Linked DNA regions of Mus musculus: regions 1 and 2 are each linked to region 3. A link is a contact called in public Hi-C and promoter capture Hi-C data. All regions are on one chromosome and are shown on one strand. Each heading gives the region's core, a stretch centred on a gene start, on an enhancer-like site or on the middle of the called end of the contact. The rest is flanking DNA. Distances are from core to core; before and after follow the strand shown. Region 1 overlaps Osbpl8 (oxysterol binding protein-like 8). Region 2 has its middle 37 kb from the start of Osbpl8. Region 3 holds the start of Osbpl8 (oxysterol binding protein-like 8).

Region 1 (3,384 bases), core at 610-3,109, 37 kb before region 3:
TACAAAATTATCATGATATACCCCATAGTTAAAGGCTATTATTATTAAATTAGTAGTACTAACGACTGACATTCTCTAAAAAGAAGCAATTCTGCTTCCTGATTCCCTTTCATTCAAGACTCTATTATCAACTCTCTAGGTTTCCCATGTGCCTTGCATATTTCATAAATACACTCCTCACCGTCACAATGAACCAATTCCTCAAAATTGGTAAATGGGCTTCAACCAGCTGGAGCTTTGAAGAGAAACTAAGGTTCTCTAAATAAGAAGAAAGTCTGTGTTGTAAATTTTAGAGGTTTTTAATTGTTTTTAGGGGTGTGTGTATGTGTGTGTGCATGTGAGTGCACACGTGTGTGTGTGTGTGTGTGTGTGTGTGTGCGTGCGTGCATGTTGTTAGCATAGAATGATCTTGAACTTTGCTTCTTTGGTCCTCACTTCCCACAGGTGGAGATTATAAGCATGCACTCTTAGACTCCGTTTAATGCAGTGCTGGGACTCAAAGCCTTCTGTATGCTAGGCAAGCATTCTACTAACTGAACTATAACCAGATTTTATTTCTGAGCCTCTATAATCACATTAACCAATTCTCAAAATCAATCATGTGATATCCTACCAACTCACTTTTACACACCACACACACACCACACACACACACACACACACATCCACACACATCCTCACACAATTGGTTATGTTTTTCTGTAGAACTCTAAGTCCAAAAATATGTAGGCATATGTGGTGGTTTAACTGGGATGTGCCCCATATTCTCAGGCACCTGCATTCTTGGTATCCAGTTTGGTGAGATTGTTTGGGTAGGTCTTGGAGGTATGGCCTTGCCGAAGGAAGTATGTTTTGAGGTTTCAAAAGCCAGCACCATTTCCAGTGTGTTCTTTCTATTCCTTGTATGCCATGCAAGATATGAGCTCTCAGCTCTTCCTGCTACCATGTGTGGTGCTTACTGCCATACTTCCCCACTGTCATACTGTCATACCATAGTAATGGACTCTTATCCTTCTGGAACTAAGTCCAAAATAAATCTTCCTATAAGTTGCTTTGGTTATGGTGTTTTATCAAGGCAACAGGAAAATAACTAATGTGGCATACATATGTCCATATGTTATCCATATGTTATCCACATGCACGGGCACGAGTAACACGCTACAGTCCATCAGTGCCTTCTGCTCTCTTCTGCATCCCAGAAGCTAAAGGCAGACACTTAGTAAACATCTCTGTCTCTGAAGTTCCGAATGATTTGCATTCAGAATTACATTTGGAAGGTTCAAGGGAGACAGAAACCAATCCGTTTTCCATCTGGCCACAGTAACCATGGACTTTGATAACCATGAGCTTTTGGAGTGATTACCAAATGCTTCCCTGTCAGCTACCCATTTGGCACGGCCAGAGAACTGCAGTCATCACTGGTGATAAAATCAAAGGGCAGAAACTCATCTGCTTTCACATCTCTAGCGTTCCCAATAAACTTCTCAGCATCTAATTCCTCATATTCATTTCTTTTTGCCTTAATTATCTGTAGTAATTGTTTTTCTCAAAAGCCATCTAACCTGATCATTTTTAAATAGCACTCAGTGCTAAAGAAAAAACTCAGGCAGGAAAGAGCATAGGATGGGTGGGGAGACCTCAGAGATGATCCCTCAGAGTCAGGATCCCAGTAGCAGGAGGGAACGAGCCACACAACAGCCGGGACAGAATGGGGAAGGAACACCGGGCGTGTTCACAGGGCAGCAGGGATTCCTGTGATGAGGTTACTAAGGAAGAGGATGGCAAGCAGTGAGAAGAGAAGGGCCCCGAGCTCCTGAACCGGTCAGTCTGACAAGACAAACAGGACTGAAGGTTACTGCTGAAAACAACGTACCAGAGAAGATTCAACTTGATTGCGTGGGATTGCTCTAGCTGCTAGCTCTGAACAGTGGCAAGTGAGCCCTTGCTGCTACAATCTACATAAGAGACAATGGTGGCATGCTGCAGGAAGGCAGAAGACATGGTGGGCGGTGCCTGACCATATAGTCAAATTATCATTGATGACCCATATATAAACTACAGAGTAGGTTGGGAAACCTGGCAAGCATTTTTGCCCTAAGCAGCTAAAAATACAAAATACAGTCACCACTAGCAGGTACTCAGTATATTGTAGGAACACTTGGGAAGAACATAAATGGATATGAGCTTGTCTCCAGGTGGACACTCAGGAGGCAGCACTTAGAGCTCTGAATGGAGCTATCAGGGACCCCGCTGAAGACTGGAGAGATGGCTCCGCTGTAAGAGCAGTCGTTGCTCTTGTAAAGGACCCAGATTCAATTTCCACTACCTACATAGTGGATCACAACCATCTGAAACTTCAGTTCTAAAGGATTCAACACCCTCCTCTGACCTCCGGCTCCAGGCATGTATGTGGTATATATGCATACATCAAGGAAAACATTCATACAATAAAATAAATCTTCAAATTAAAAAAAAGGCAAACGAAGCGGTTGAACAAGAAGACATGCCTCTGAGGCAAGTTAGTCTAGAAACCTAAAGTGACGACTGTCTGTCTGCACACGTAACAGATGAAACTTAAAGGAGATCTGACCTTCTTGGGAAATGAGTTGCAAGCTCAGTTCAGAGCCATGTGTTACTTATGTTTTAAAAGATCAATATTTATCTTTTTAAAAATCTTTTTAGCATTCAGTTTGAAGAATTTTCTATCATTACTCTTTACAAAGATAAACTCACTCTACAGAAAAAGGACACATACACACATAATAAAAATCATAGCTAGCATGTGTAATTAATAAAGGGAGCAGAAAAAAGGAAAGCCTAATAAATTCATCAACTTTGAAAACAAAGTTAAACACTGCTAATAGCAAAACTCCTGAGGGGAGAAGGTGGCTGAGCCTCCCTGGTTATGGGTGTCATCATCCATCATGCATGAAGCTGGACCCCGGATAGGATCAAAGCAATGGAAGCTGAGCACCCGTTTCCATCTGTCTCTGCGTCCTAACTATATCTGCAGCTTGACCAGGTGCCTCAAGCCCCCTACCAGAGTGAACTGAACTCGGGAGCCATGAGCCAAAATACCCACCTCCCCCACCCCCTCACTGGCACCTGTTGGCTGCTTTGTTGCACACAGAGCCTTCAAGTGTCTGTGCACTCATCTCCTAAGCTCCTAGGTCTGAAGAAATGCAAGGGTATTTTTTTTTCATTGAAAACAAACTTAATGGTCCTAGGTTCCAAAACACAGGCTTGAGGACAGGATAGCGTCTCCTCTGTCACTCAGCAGCTCTTCAGAGTGCCTTGATTCTGTAGACAAACAAGACTTAATGACTTTAAAAGGGCTCTGTATCAGAGCACTCAAGTCTCACTTCTCAAAGGCTGCATGTTAAC
Region 2 (3,378 bases), core at 313-2,812, 37 kb after region 3:
CAAACCAAACAAATAAAAACTATGTTGGGTACTCCCAATGACAGCACGCATGTTAAAATTAGAACAATAGAAGATTAACTCTGCTCTTGTACAAAGAATGCATGCAAATTTGGGAAATGTTTCTTATTTTTATAATACAAATCACTTTATTGTATGTAATGAGTAAAAATATCCCAGATAAAAAGATCACATAGCTAGATCAAGGCAGCTACTCAACCCAACATTTGCCCAGTTTATCTTAGTGAACTTCTATACAGCTTGGATGGCCATTGGGAAGCAGGGGCCCTTCACTTAGGTTTTACATGTTCCTGATCAGTTTAGTTACATCTTACATACTCACCCACCACAGAAAAAGGAAAGACCAGTGTCAGAGCTGAAACTAGAAACACAGTAGCTTCCTGTCCTCTCATGTGCCTTGTCCTTTCTGCTCACCTAATATCCTCCTTTCTTGGTCTCCTTTCCAAATGTATCCGTGGTTCTCAAGCTGGCAGTCACATGAGTCCTTCCCAGGGGTCACCTAAGACCATCAGAAAACACAGATCTTTATGACTCATAACAGTAGCAAAAGTACAGTTATGAAGTAGCAATGAAATATGGTTGGGGCTCACCACGTGAGGAACTGTATCAAAGGGTCACAGCATCAGGAAGGTTGAGAACCACTGTACTGTATCCAAACTGACAGCCAACACACACACACACACACACACACACACACACACACACACGAACCAGATTTTCATTATCCATTCATCAGTTGATGGGCATCTAGATACATGTAGCTTGCTTCCATTTTCTTCTGTTATAAGTAGAGCAGCAACAAAGATGGACATACAAGCATGTTTACGGCAAGATACACAATTCTCTGCGACATACACCAGAGTTAGAGCAGCTCTGCCATATGGCAATTATGGTTCTGTGTTGACAAAACCTCCAAACTGATTCCTTTCTCTCTTTCTTTCTTTCTGTCTTTTTTTTTTTTTTTCTGAGACAGGGTTTCTCTGTGTAGTCCTGGATATCCTAGAACTCACTCTGTAGACCAGGCTGGCCCCGAACTCAGAAATCCACCTGCCTCTGCCTCCCAAGTGCTGGGATTAAAGGCGTGCGCCACCACCACCCGGCCAAACTGATTTCTATAGTGGCTGAATAACTTGAGCTCTCACCATCAGTGAATCAGGGTTCCTCTTTCTCTATGTTTAAAATGTGTGTGTTGTTGTTATTGTTATGGTTGTTGCTGCTGTTGCTTTTTCTTAGAGAAAGGGCCCCGTGTTCATCACATTGACCCCCCTCCCAACTGACTATGTAGCAGAGAGAAGATGGCATTGAACTTCTGACCTTCCTTCCAGCCCTAATCCAGCCTGGACTACAGAGTAATTGAATACAAACATTCATTTACATGCTTTCAACACACACACACACATATATTATATGTAATATATGTGTTCATAGCAGCAGTCAGGCTTTCCTCGCTTGATCCCGGCCCCCACCACGGCCATAGTGTAAAGCTGTGGTTAACAGCTTGGGCTTCTGAGTCATTGGTCATAAGCCTGAATCTTAGCTCTGTCATTTACTAGCTGCGTGACTTGGGGCAAGTTACTCAGCATCCTAACTGGGCTGATAGTTGCTGCCCTGGCCTTCGGGAAACTAATAATAGTATCTGATCTCATGAGGGTGTTGTGAAATGATGTGCCAACGCTTAGTTGAGACTGGACCCATCCAGTGGTCACCACCTGTCTTTAGCCATTTTGGAGAGCACCGCGTCAATTCTAAGGGAAGAAAACGAGAGGTCGTGAAGCCAGTGCTGAGCTCAAGGGAGCATTTATGTAACATTAGTACCACCCATCTGTCTGACATGGTGTCCAGCCGACTCTGACGTAGGTCCTTGTCTTAGGAACCTCACAGGATTCCTTTCTCATAACCTTTTCCCCAAGTGTTGAGGTCTCTCTTCCTTTGTAATCCCAACCTCTAAATGTAGTGCCTTAGCATCAATGCATTTTACCCTTGTGGTCTGATAAATAACTCGGCCAGAGAAAGCCACAGTTGTTAAAACACTTGAGGGGGGAAGTGTCTTGGAAACACAGATGTCTTAATTAAGGCGTCTGTTGCTGCTATGACCAAAAGCAACTTAGGGAGGAGAGGGTTTATTTTGCTCACAGTTCCGTATAACAATGCATCATGCAAAGCAGTGAGGGAGGTCATTCGGGGCAGGAACCTGGAGGCAGGAGCTGACCCAGAGGCCATGAGAGGTGCTGCTTATCGGCTCACTCTCCATGGCTTGCTCAGCCTGCTTTCTTACAGAACCCAGGACCACCAGCCCAGGGACAGCACCACCCACAGTGGGCTGGGCCCTGTTCCATCAATCACTAGTTAAGAAAATGCTCTACCGGTGTGTGACCATCCTCATCTTCTGAAGGCATCTTCCCAATTGAGGTCCCTCCCCTCAGATGACTGTAGCTTGTGTCAAGTTGACATAAAACCAGCCAGCACAGCAGATAACTGAGGAAAACTTTTAATGGTAGGATACATCCCGTTTGTCAGGGAAAACTGAGAGCGCAGGTAGCCCTGGAGCTGAGGAACAGCTTTAATCTTTGGCAAAATCTGCAAATCCACAGCTTTCTGGTCAGCCTTTCGCTGCTCTGTAATCTCGTATTTCTCCTTCTCTGTGTCGAAGATCTCGCCCTCCTGATGCCTGGGCTTGCGCAGCTGCTTCTTCTTGAAGTAAGCGTCAGTCAGGTGTTTGGGGATTTTAACATCGCTGATATCAACTTTTGTAGAGGTGGCAATGACAAACTTCTGGTGTGTTCTGCGCAGAGGAACTCTGTTGATGACAAGAGGCCCAGTCACAAGCAGCAAGCCACTGTCCAGCTGCTTCACGAAAACCACTCTCTTGCCCCTGTGGCGTCCAGCGAGGATGATCAGGAGAGTCCGGGGAGTGATGCTGGAGCGTAGCCTTCTCACGTGCTGGCTGAAGGGCTTCTTGCCATGGCTCAGCAGCTTCCGAGGAACATCTTCGGTGGGATAATACCTAGGCATTTTTCGAAGCTTCACCACCCGGGTGCCACCGTTCTTGTCCCCACCAACTGTTTTGGTGACAGTAGCAAGGACCTTCTCTTTTTTCTTCTTCTTCTCAACCTTGGTCTTGGCAGCCGAGTATTTCCTTTTGTACAGGGCCTTCCTGGAGTACATAGCAGAACGGGAGTACCTGCCAATTCCTCTCACCAGGACAGGGTTTCGGCTGCAATGGGGCTTCGCCTTCTTGGGCTTTTTACCCTTAGGGTGAACCTTTTTGGCTACTTTGGCGGCCCAGGGCCGGGAGGCAGCAGCATCACTGCCAGCCTTCTTGGTCGCAGGTTTCTTCTCCTTTGTATCAGGCGCTTTTTC
Region 3 (3,371 bases), core at 843-3,342:
GGCAGGAGGATTTTGCCATGCCGGAGCTACATAATGAATACCATGGCCAGCTAGGCAACACAGCAAAACCCTATCTCAGAAAAGAAAAGCAACACATAAAAATGACAATTCTAAATGAACAGACAGACCATTTGCACAGACCACACATTCAGTAATGAGCACAACTCAATGCAAGGAGCAAACCATGTCCAGGTTTAATTAAACAGCATTTCTAGGCACCTCTGTGATCTCTGGGGCTCAAACTGTTCACATGGAATTTGACCGCAACAACGTAATCTCCATAATTAAAGAGCTTTAGGAAGGTCTTAAATTTCATCTATCCCCTTTGCTAACACTTTGAACAAGCACACTGCAGTCATTCTTGCTACCAAAAGACAGAGTACATACTTGCTACCCAAAAGAAAGAGCAACATGTTAGAAATTAGTTGGTCTTTTAATAGAGTGCATTTTAAATTGCATGGCCTTTCCCTTCCTTTTATAAAACCTGTTTTTATAAAACCAGCATTTTAATAATCTCACTGCAAAACAGGTTCTAGCAAGCACAGCAACTGATCCCAGTCTCTCGGCATGATCAAATTTAGATGAAACCCCAGGGGAAGAGAGAGCGTAACAAGCAATTTACCTATACCTCAATTGTTCTCTGGAATTCTTCAAGAGGCAAAAACTATTTTAAATGGTTATCTTGAAAGACCTTTAATTGCACTAATTTGGGGCTGCACTAATTTGAGGTTGTTTACAGTGAAATTACTTTGAAGAATTCCCTGCTAACCCAAGGTATTCTAATACTACTGTTACTTAAGTCTTCCAGCAGCAAAAAGGCACAAACTTCATTAAGTTATTGAAAGCAGATATGCTATCGTCAGATAAGTGTTCCCATCTGTTTAGAGACGAACCCAAGTTAACTTATTTCAGACGGCATTTAGTTAAAATGAAATTAGGTTATGTTTCACGACGCAGATGTCGCTCACAAAGAAGTGTTAAATGACTTTAGTGAATGGAAAATCTGCATCTACTGTTGCTTCGCATCAGCCGGTCTTGAGTGGGTTGCTCAATGAAGCAAAAGCATGCTCCATATGAAACTCCCTGGAACCTGATTACACTCTCCACAGCTTAGCCGCAAACAAAACGTAAAAAAAAAAAAAAAAAAAGTGCAACGAAGACACCGCCTTTTCTCCAGTGTGGCAAGAAGGCCAACGGAGCTGAGGTTTAAGGAACACCGCGACAGTCTCTGCAAAGGCGGGTGCGGTCCGCCTGCGAGCGGCACAACCTCTTCAGGGGCTGTCACAGGAAAACCCCAAGCCTTGCCTTAACCGCCCGGGGCGACAAAGCGCCAGGTTTTCACCCCCTGCGCGGGGGGCTTCCGGCGAGCCCCGGCGTCGCCCTGTCAAACTTCGGGAGGGGCAGACACACTCGGGACCCGGAACGCCGCCGAGCCGCCCCCGCCCCCATCCCAGGTCCCCACTGGGCTTTGTACCGCTGCAGACGCACCTACCGCGGGCCCCAAAAAACACGCCACCCCCGCCAGCCCTGCCAATCTCCCTCTCAGAAGGGACAAAGGAGAGGCAGGAGGGGAACTCGCGGCGCGGGGTACCCACGAGTGCCCACAGCCCGAGCTCAGAACGTAGGACTGAGGGACTACAGTCACCCCAAAAGGCACGACTCCGCTGCTCCCCAACACCGGGCTGAGCGCCACTCACCGATGCGGAGCCCCAGAGGAGGCGGCCCGCAGGGAGCAGGCTTCCGTGGGATCACAGGGACGCCGGAGTCCGGGGCCTTAGTGTCCGGTGGGACCCCCCCTCCTCAACTTCTCTCGGCTGCGGTCGCCCGCGGGAACTGAGAGCCAGCCCGGACGGAGAGCACAGGCGAGCCGCGGCGGGGGCTCGGCCCGGAGCGGCGAGCGAACTCGGGCTCCTCCGCCCGCGGGCCAGGGCGGAACCTCTTCCTTCTCTACCGCTACCGCTCTCGGCGGTGGCCGAGTCGAACGCCGCTGCCGCCCCGGCTGCCGCTGCCGCTGCCGCTGCCGCTACCACCGCCGCCCAGCTGGGAGCGCGTCGCAGCAGAATGCTGTCATCCGCCCTGACACCGCCTTTCTGGGCGCCGCGAGCCGCCACCAGCCTTCACATCCCAAGGCCCGCCCCTCTCGCAGCCCCGCCCCCAGCCCGGGCCTGGGCCACGCCCCCTTCCCGTCACGTGACGCCGCAAGGAGGCGGTCCCCGGGTAGCTTCTGCTGGGCGGGCGCGCAGAGGCAGCTGCTGGCAGCTCGTGGTGATGGCGAGCTGTCATGTCACCTCCCCTCCGCTCCCCTCCCCGCCCTCGAGGTTCCCTCTCAGGAAGCCCTGGGGTGGAGGGCCGGCTACCCGCAGGTCTCTGAAGTGCTCGCTGGGCAGGACCCGCCTCCCGACCTCTGGCCGGGCCCACAGAGGAGGCTGCCAGGAGAAATTGGGGCTTGAGAAGCAGCCAGGAGTCCCTGCTGCCTAAGTTCCAATGACACGTTCACTGTGGTGTCTCATTAGCTGTTGGCCTCACAGGAGGTTTGAGATGTAGACTTCAGTCACGCTGGGATGAAAATAGCCTAGCAGGCTTTCTTGTTATTGTTCCTAGTCATGTTCAGAATCCTGGGTGCCAGCTTTTACAGTCATGAAGTTTTACAGTGAGGTTGGTGACGGTTTTAGCGACGTGGCAAGTTGATAGTACCTCTCAATTTGAACAGAAAGCCTAATTTAACTCTTCGGATTTTGTTGTTGTTGTTGTTGTTTTGTACCTCAACTCTTGGCTTTTTTTGTTTTTTGTTTTTTTAACCATGACCCCAGAAATCCCTCCCCATCCTGTGGAGAGGAAAGGGGCAGAACTCATCACTGGAAGAAAGCCAGTTACAATACAGAAGAAGAGAAAAGCGACCTAACAGTGCAGAAGGAGGAATGAGCTGCCTCTAACAAGGCCATTCTCTACGATAAAAATTCAATTCCTTATTCCTTTATCCTTCTACTCTGGAACCAAGAATTTTTTTTTTAACTTTACACAATTTCCATTACATTTCTTGACAGGAAATCAGATGACATTCTGATCGTTTGGATACTTAAGTAGGCCATAGGATTCTGCCTGTTACTGATGTATTTCATAGCAGCTCTAAAAAATTTGCAGACGTGGCCATTTTGTTGCCCAAAGAAAGAGCAATTTACTGCTCAGTTAAATAATGCCAGGCCGCTGATCTTTAAAACACATCTTGATGCAGCTATGTTAACATTTGAAAAACAATTAGATTTTGTCATGAAGGACTGTTCCAATGAGGGAAAGATTCTGCCACATTCTTCTGTTAAGAAACCTAAGAAATTATATTTGTATTTTACATAAACATAAGGGAAGTTTATTGT

The links. Promoter capture Hi-C pulls out the DNA fragments that hold promoters and counts their contacts. A called contact is a pair of places that touch in the nucleus more often than the background predicts.
Region 1: a contact with region 3 is called in a Hi-C map of liver, with 1.7 times the contacts expected there. The contact joins the enhancer-like site here to the promoter of Osbpl8 in region 3. A contact is called at or near these places in 3 of 39 promoter capture datasets (cranial neural crest, embryonic stem cells and macrophages), 16 of 484 Hi-C or Micro-C datasets (CD4 T cells, CD8 T cells, Th1 cells and 8 more) and 7 of 115 datasets of contacts at active chromatin or transcription factors (CD8 T cells, the HPC-7 cell line, the SCID.adh cell line and 4 more).
Region 2: a promoter capture Hi-C map of macrophages shows a contact between it and region 3, with 9 read pairs. The contact joins the enhancer-like site here to the promoter of Osbpl8 in region 3. A contact is called at or near these places in 4 of 39 promoter capture datasets (the C10 cell line, the HPC-7 cell line, macrophages and 1 more), 2 of 15 datasets of contacts at CTCF or cohesin (the NIH/3T3 cell line and pro-B cells), 72 of 484 Hi-C or Micro-C datasets (B cells, the BV-2 cell line, the Ba/F3 cell line and 50 more), 13 of 115 datasets of contacts at active chromatin or transcription factors (the 230-238 cell line, CD8 T cells, DN3 thymocytes and 8 more) and 5 of 9 other capture datasets (adipose tissue, bone marrow-derived macrophages, embryonic stem cells and 2 more).

The regions. Positions count from the first base shown.
Region 1 is chr10:111,199,841-111,203,224 of GRCm38.p6, reverse strand. All of the region lies in intron 1 of Osbpl8 (oxysterol binding protein-like 8), which reads right to left. Among named protein-coding and RNA genes, the nearest start is that of Gm51266, 16 kb to the right of the region's middle. Within about 2 kb of position 1,859, at least 3 of the 459 cell types and tissues checked have an H3K27ac peak or open chromatin away from gene starts, as enhancers often do. A contact at or near this core is called in liver, where this site is marked.
Region 2 is chr10:111,125,860-111,129,237 of GRCm38.p6, reverse strand. It overlaps the pseudogene Rpl6l. Among named protein-coding and RNA genes, the nearest start is that of Osbpl8, 37 kb to the left of the region's middle. Within about 2 kb of position 1,562, at least 52 of the 459 cell types and tissues checked have an H3K27ac peak or open chromatin away from gene starts, as enhancers often do. A contact at or near this core is called in the BV-2 cell line, the Ba/F3 cell line, the C2C12 cell line and 15 more, where this site is marked.
Region 3 is chr10:111,163,523-111,166,893 of GRCm38.p6, reverse strand. It overlaps Osbpl8 (oxysterol binding protein-like 8), which reads right to left and starts at 2,092. Exons shown (of 24, transcript NM_175489.3): 1 at 1,698-2,092.